Regions from separate parts of the Mus musculus genome. Here region 2 is linked to region 1. Evidence: chromatin contacts called from public HiChIP or PLAC-seq data. All regions are on one chromosome and are shown on one strand. The core of a region is the stretch at or near the end of the contact, and the rest is flanking DNA. Distances in the headings are between cores, read along the strand shown. Region 1 has its middle 47 kb from the start of Mir3966. Region 2 overlaps 4930473O22Rik (RIKEN cDNA 4930473O22 gene).

Region 1 (3,837 bases), core at 1,038-3,537:
ATATGTAGCTGGTTACATGAACACAGGTGCCAGGGGAATGAACTCAGAGAATCATGGGTGCCATTCATTGTAGAATCCTCCAGGCCTCGAGTCTAACACCTAAAAGGTTTTTGACAGTGTGAAGTAGCTTAGTGGATGGCATTAAACGAAACTAGCTGTTTAATAATTGTATCTTCAATCTACCAACCCAGTGGAAATTACATCTATGCCAGACTTATGGATGTTTACGTACAGCTTGGAATCCAATCTAGGTAGCTCCCCAACTCCATTCCTGAAGCACTTTAAAGGTCACTCATAGTTTCCATTTTGGTGCAGAATTTTTGCTTTATTGATACTGTAACAGTGGAAGGTATGTCTTCATGCCTTAAAGATGTTCACATATATTATCCAGCAATTTGGTTTATCTCTCTACTAAACTTTATGAAAAATTTCATTCTGCCTCACATGCCCAAACCAGCTCAGCAGGACCACTCATTCCTGATTCTGGTTAAAAATAAGCAAGGCTCTTTTTCTTGAGCGAAATAAAAGAATATACATCTCTATTTTCCCCTATATATTGAAACAGCACAGTTCTTGAAGTTAAGGGCTATGCTTATCAAACATTTCTTCTAAGTATTAAGTGGAATTAAATTATATTATCGAAATATCTGTATTCAGGTCCAAGCCTAAAAGAAAATCATGATGTTAAGAGGTGGCTTAGGATTATGCTATTTTGATATGTCAAACAGAATGTGTTACAAGATCTGATGCAGTTAGCACAATTTCTAAAATCTGGACTCCCTGTTATTTACTAAGACTTTACTTGCAATTTTAGAGGTATTTTCGTTTAAATATCTATGGGATATAACTTTAAAACAGTATACTAAGATTGAAATTATTATTATCACTCTCATTTAAGAGTCAGTTAACTTTCTCTAGCTTCTCCACTGGGGGCCCTTTGTTCCATCCTATAGATGACTGTGACCATCCACTTCTGTATTTGCCAGGCACTGGCATAGCTTCACACGAGACAGCTATATCAGGGTCCTTTCAGCAAAATCTTGCTAGCAAATGCAATAGTGTCTGGGTATATGCAAATTGTATCTTGGGTATTCTAAATTTCTGGGCTAATATCTACTTATCAGTGAGTGCATATCAAGTGACTTCTTTTGTGATTGGGTTACCTCACTAAGGATGATATCCTCCAGATACATCCATTTGCCCAAGAATTTCACAAATTCATTGTTTTTAATAGCTGAGTAGTACTCCATTGTGTAAATGTACCACATTTTCAAGGAGCTGAAGGGATCTGCAACCCTATAGGTGGAACAATAATATGAACTAGCCAGTATCCCCAGAGCTCCTGTCTCTAGCTGCATATGTAGCAGAAAATGGCCTAGTCGGCCATCATTGGGAAGGGAGGCCCCTTGCAAACTTTATATGCCCTAGTACAGGGGAATGCCAGGGCCAAGAAGTGGGAGTGGGTGGGTAGGGGAGCAAGGCGGGGGTAGGGTATAGGGAACTTTCGGGATAGCATTTGAAATGTAAATAAAGAAAATATCTAATTTTAAAAAGGCAAAAAAAAAAAAAGAAGAAGAAGAAGAAGAAGAAAAGAAAAACAAAACAAACAAACAAAAGCCAGTTAACAGACATTAAAGTTGAGCTCTTGGGTGCTATTCCCATGTTGTCCAGTAGGTGGGGCTTGTGTACTCTTCATCTTTACCAGGGAGCAGAGAACCGGGGGAGCCAGAGGGACCAGAGTTTCCAGAATTGTTTCTTCTTTAACTCTAGTTGGTTACTGGCCACACCAGTAATCTGCATTTTTGCAAATGCAGCTACTTGTGCTCAACAAGCTCCTAGGATACAAATAAATCTGATTTTGTGATTTAGATTGGTTTTAACATTGCAGTTTATTAAGTTTACAACGATCTTTCCTCCATTTAGATCTTTGGAAAATGTTTTTTTCTTTTTCTTTTTTTAAAAGGTTATGTTGATCTATTTGCAGTTATCCTTTGAATTAAAGTGTGTAAGCCACATATATACACGTCTAGACTCTTATAAACACATCTTCCAGACAATCCAAATCCAGAAGAATAAAATTTTCAATCAGGAGATTATTTAAAATGCAACCAAACAGAAGAAGCAAGAGGAGAGCAAGCTGGAAAGATTCACACGAGACAAGAAATAACAGAGGAGTCCTAAAAGCAAATATATACATCCTCCCATCCAGTGTGTAAATCTAACAGCTTCCTTGTATAAAGGAGGCAACAAAGTCCCAGAAAGCTGAAGGCGTGAATGCAGTCGGACAGGACCCAACACCCACTCCCTCCTCTCGTGAGACTGTGCAGGATTTACCAAAGAGATGCACTAGATCTGAGCCTGAGGAAGCACAACTTTAATTTTGACAATTGAAATTTCCTTATAATGATTCTTCCTTGGGCACATGCTAATATTAGCCACAATATGCTCTCAGAATCCCAGCAAGAAATGTGATCATTTGTTCAGCGTGTAAATTAAAGACCTACGCTACTTAACAGAGTACCCTTTAATCATGGGACCATTGAGTTGAACTCAACATCAAATTACGTTACATAAAATTATGAGTTGATTTCTGTTGCATTTTTTTTAGCTTAATTAAAGTGGTTAGGAGCTCCATATAATCCCAGAGTATAGATTGGTTTGTGCTGACTTTTTGATTTCTTTAGACTTTTGCTAAGGAGCTACCATACAAGCCATGCCTGGCATACATCAATAATCTTTGCAATTCCAGTTATTAGAATTTCCTTATGTAAAGAAAGAATAATATTTGTAGCTGCCATATTGAATAGGGCACATGTGGGTAGTCATTTATTTCTTTAATTTACTTTTACCATATAATTTACCTTTTAGTCTTTTCTTTTTTAGATTATAGTATTTTTTAGATTATAGACATCATGTCTTCCGCTCTTTCCTTCCACTGATCTGATCCTTCCCACATCAACTTCATTGCTCTTGTTCAAATTTTCATTGTTGTTACATGCATATATGTACACATAGTATATTCATACATATTCATAAATATAAGCAGTTTAGTCTGTATGTTACTCATGTATGTTTTCAGGCTTGACTCTTTGGTATTGGATAGCTAAGTGATATGCTCCTGCAGGAGAAATATTATTTCTCTCTCTCATCACTCCTTATGTGGCTGTCGTTCTTTGTGTATGGTTATAGTTCTGTGGGCTTTCTCCACCTATGTTGGCATGTCTGTTGTTCTTGTTCAGCTTCATGTTTCAGCATTCATACTAGTGAGACTTTATTGGTGTAGCCTTTGACACTTCCAGGAGACACAATCTCTCATGAATCTCCTGTGTCCCTTAATGGTCCTTCAAATCCCATCTTCCAGAATCTTCCCGGATCCCAAAGTGAGGGAGCGTTTTGTAAATGGATCCACTGGGACTGGGATCAAAAGCACAGTGCCAGACATAAAAAGCCCTGTTTTGAGTTGTTGGTCAGGGATGTCCAAGAGATCCCAGAACATACAGCCTCTTGCTATTGTCCTTGGTTGCCCACACAGAGGCAGAAGTTAAGTCCCTATTGCTGGAGACAGACACCATGCTTTTCAGAAACAGACCCTGGAGGCCCTTGAGCTGGATTTGATGGAGAGCCTTCCTAAGGACTTGCTTTTATGGTACCAGAAGGTGCTATGCATGCCTTTGCTACCACTGTGGATAGCCTGTTGTAGATAACTAACTGTGGAGGTCATAGAGAGAAGGGGACACAAAGTCACCTTCACGCATGACATTCAAGTCACCAAGTGCATTTCTTTCCTAGTTTACTTAGATTCAGAGGCAAACTTCCAAGTATCTATGAACAACGTTC
Region 2 (4,211 bases), core at 50-2,549, 210 kb after region 1:
TGTTTAGTTTTGTAGTTACACATTGTGCACTCTTGCTGACGGTCTAATTCTGTCTGTACTGTCATCCCAGATTGGCATTGTGGAAAACCTGTATAAAGCCATTATAGGAAGAATTGATCCTCATGCTTGTTCTTTCCATTATTTGTTTTTTGGCAGAATTCTTTGAAAATATGCTCAGCCAAAGTTCCCATGGACTTTTGTTCTTTGAAGGAAAATCGGTGTGAAAGGTGTTAGCACTGTAGCTAGCTCACTAGGCTGTCTTCTGTTGCAGCCGTGGCTCTCAGCTGATGTTTGCTATTGGTAGAATCACACTTTGAGTTGTAACTCTTCCTTGATAGTGTTAGTGATCTCCCCAGAATATGTCACTTGTTTAAACTGTCCCATAAGTTTGCATGAACCAGGAGTGCAGGAAGGGGGAGTCCTTTTCACTTTTCATGCAGTTCTGAAGTGAAACCCTGCACTTCAGTGAATGACCCCAGTCTCGCAGCAAAGCTTTCCTCTTGTTGAAGAAAGGAGAGCTGACCCTTACCCTCTGCATTCTCACAGTCCACTCTTGATTGCTCTCCCAGTGCAATCACCTGGAGCCTCTTCCCTGTGTGAACTTTGAACATGCCAACCCCAAAGTGCTGTTATATTTTGTCAAAGGCTTTCTCAGCACCTAATGAGATGATCACATGGTTTTTGTCCTTTGAGTTTGTTTGTGTAGTGGATTCCATTGATGGATTTCCATATATTGAACCATCCCTGCCTCCCTGGGATGAAGCCTACTTGATCATGGTGAATGATGGTTTTGATGTGTTCTTAGATTCGGTTTGCAAGAATTTTATTGAGTATCGAGCATCCATATTCATGAGAGAAATTGCTCTGAAGCTCTGTGTGTCTTTGTTGGGTCTTTGTGTGGTTTAGGTATCAGAGTAACTGCGGCATCATAGAATGTATTGGACAGCGTTCCTTCTGTTTCTATTTTATGAACTAGGTTTTGGTAGTTTCTGAGAGGAGTTTTGTTCTCATTAGTACTATATAGTTGCTAAATAGTGACTATGAGAATTTGACACAGCAGTGTTTGACATAAACTATGCTTAGGGAGTAACACCTCCCTAAAGGCAACACTGTTTTAGAGAAATATTTGTGAAAATTCAAGTCCTGTAGAAGAGTTCTTTGTTGTAGTTGAGACATCGAGTTAAAATGAGGTCACTTTGGATAACGCAAGCAGCAGAACTCCCACGGTCTTGGACTATGGGAGCCACAGGACTTGTGCTGTCAGCACTCTGAAGGTTGAGAAGCAGCCAGTGGCTGAACTCGAGTGGGTGGGTTAAACTCATGAGAGTTGTGTTCTTTATCAGCTACCCAGCCGTCAGTGCGCACAAAAGTGGACCCTTCTCATGACTTACCACAACAGTAATAGGGAAGAATAACACCCTTAAGTGTGCCTTTGGCTCTGTGAACTGATTTCAGTTTAGATGCTAATATGTGCTCACTCCTACTTTGAAAGTGCACAGCTCTGTTCTGGAGATCATCTGACAGGTCTTCACTTTGTACATACACTGAGGGGTTTTCTTTGAAGTTTCCAGCAGGCGTGCCAGAGATGGGCCAGGCATACAGCAGTCCCTTTCCCAAACCTGAGATCTGGAACAAATCCTCTAGTGACAATGCTGATACAGTGACTACTACAAATGTAAAGTAAATGCCATCTGTAGTCCTAGGTTTATGGAGTGCACCTATGTGTTAATGTGTAGGGAAGGGACAGTGGTTTGATGGTTATGGGGAGTGTGTCAGTGATGTATATGCAAGGATGAATATTGTCCAATTACAGCTTTCCTCTAGGGGTGAAACATGGGATGAGTAGCATTACCAGAGAAAATGAAGGCATGAAGATGCAGGCCTGCTAAGTGAGGACACAGGCAGGTTTTGCACGTAATTCCTATCAGGTATTGTAAAATGTGTACATGGCTTTTGTTGTTGTTGCTTGGTAATCGGTAGAGGAGAAGAGATGAGGGTACCCCTCTCTGCAAGCTGTCCTAACCAGACTTTTCAGACGTACAAAGCTGGGGAATAAAATCAGGCCTTAACCTATTGGCAGAGGAGCTACATAGTTGTAGTCTAGTAACTAACCCTGGTTTATTGAGAGTCAGTGATGTCATTCTATTGTGCACTCTTGTCAAGCCATTTATATGACTTTCATAAGCTTAGTCACTTTGCTGACTGCCCTGGGGCCTATCAGTGACTTATACATTGCAGGATGTCTTCTATTTGAGTTCCACATGTAGAATCTCTTCCGATTTTGTGGCAATTGGCAGTTCTAATGGCTCAGCTAGTTTGAAACTACCAACTTTGCTGTGTAAAAGGAGAAATGGTGTCCTGTTTAGTAAATGTTTGGGAGAAAAAAAAAAAAGAGAATCTCTGAGGTAAAGGTATTCCAAGGACACAGAAACTCAAAAGGGAATGTTCATAAAAGAAAAGTGCCTCTTTTAATCAGTAAGGTTATCTGATTGGATTGATTTATTTATAAATGACACTCCTCACAATCTGAGTTTAAGTGGCTTCTTCTTTGTTCTGAAAACTTAGGACAAAACTTAACGTGTATGTTTAAAAATACTGTTGGACACTCTCCCCAAATTTATAGAATCCATATGTTAAAAGTAATGTGATTCATTTCACATTAAACTCGAAAAGCCAAACAATTCACATATTCTTAAATAAAGTTTATAGTGGTGAACTGGAGTCTAGAAGTAAGGAGGGAGAGGGAGTTTGCAAGTGAGAGCCAGCAGACTAAAGCCTTTCTCAGCAGAGGAACAGGAATGTAACAGTAAAAATATTTACAGTCTTTTGGCTGGAATTATTTAAAACGAATTTGGTAGCTTGGGAAAAACCTGTGAAGCACATAGAAGGTCAAGTTCTTTCTAGATCTCTGACACTTAAAGTAAAACCCATGATTCTCTGCACAAGGGGAAAATGAATATTTGGTGGCACGAACTCCTTCCAGTTCACCTTGGATTCTGCAAGAGTAGTTTTGCTTTACAAGAATTCTTTTCTATAAATGTGTAGGCTTGGTAAATTTCCCTGCTGTCATCCCCTCTTCTCTACCTTAATTCTCTTCATTGAAATTGCAACATAGATATTAAGAATAACTTTGATTATAGTGGTAAACACGCGGGAGTGAAAAATCATGTCATTTCTGTAAAGATCTCTCTATAAACTAATTGTCTAAGGTCCCTACAAAATTTCAGCCAAATATGGAAAAAATACAAAACAAAAATAATACTAGTTTGAGTTGTTAAGAGCAGGAAAAATACTTTTGAAAAGCCAGGCTGTCATTTTTTTTTCCGTAGAGTGTCCAGTTTCCTATGCAGAGGCTACTTCAAAGGCTTGTGCAGCTATTTGCTTCAGTGCTCTCACGTGGCATGAGTGGTCAGGTTTCTGTCCAGAAAGAATTGGAATGTGTAAGCTTATAGTAAACTTGACTTGGTATTAGTTCTATCTTGATACTTTAGAAGGATAAAACCATTTAGCACATTCTCGTCTACTCATATCCATAAAGCCTGAAGTAGTAAGACTGAGAATAAGACCCTCAGAATCAATAGGTCCTATCTACCTGAGACTGTAGATACAGTCTATGGAAACTCTTCAGTATGAACATCATATATAACAATACCCTGTGATTTGTGCTGAATTTCCAGAAATGTTTTAATTGTGAAATATTTCAAGGTTAAAAAAGTTAAGTACTGGGAATAGAGAGATGGCTTAGCACATAAAAACGTATACTACTCTTGCAAAGGACCTGAATTTGATTTCCAAAATCCATATTGGGTGGCTCATAATGGGGCACATGATGGTTTTTAACCCCAACTCCAGAGAATCTATCACCCTTTTCGGGCCTCTGCAGGCACTGCACTAAAGTGGATAAACACACACACACACACACACACACACACACACACACACACACACTCATGAACACACACGCACACACCAGAGAGAGAGAGAGAGAGAGAGAGAGAGAGAGAGAGAGAGAGAGAGAATAATAAAATTAATCTTTTAAAATTAAAAAATAGTATCAGAAGGGCTGTAGTCTTTTCATATCCCATCCCATATGTTAGTATATGGTTTTGAACATATACATACAATTACTTTTAACAGTAACTCTGACACAGTGACTTTGAATGTTTTTTTTTCCTGCAGATGTTTTGAGAAAGCAAATCAATGATTGCATG

Evidence for each region. HiChIP or PLAC-seq counts read pairs in DNA pulled down with a chosen protein or histone mark.
Region 2: an H3K27ac HiChIP or PLAC-seq map of heart atrium shows a contact between it and region 1, with 6 times the contacts expected there. The contact joins two enhancer-like sites. A contact is called at or near these places in 1 of 15 datasets of contacts at CTCF or cohesin (the NIH/3T3 cell line), 2 of 484 Hi-C or Micro-C datasets (psoas muscle and uterus) and 2 of 115 datasets of contacts at active chromatin or transcription factors (fibro-adipogenic progenitors and heart atrium).

The regions. Positions count from the first base shown.
Region 1 is chr10:97,374,319-97,378,155 of GRCm38.p6, forward strand. No RefSeq gene overlaps it. Among named protein-coding and RNA genes, the nearest start is that of Mir3966, 47 kb to the right of the region's middle. Within about 2 kb of position 2,288, at least 16 of the 459 cell types and tissues checked have an H3K27ac peak or open chromatin away from gene starts, as enhancers often do. A contact at or near this core is called in heart atrium, where this site is marked.
Region 2 is chr10:97,588,507-97,592,717 of GRCm38.p6, forward strand. It overlaps 4930473O22Rik (RIKEN cDNA 4930473O22 gene), which reads right to left. Exons shown (of 3, transcript NR_045356.1): 3 at 2,478-3,417. Among named protein-coding and RNA genes, the nearest start is that of 4930473O22Rik, 6.3 kb to the right of the region's middle. Within about 2 kb of position 1,300, at least 25 of the 459 cell types and tissues checked have an H3K27ac peak or open chromatin away from gene starts, as enhancers often do. A contact at or near this core is called in heart atrium, where this site is marked.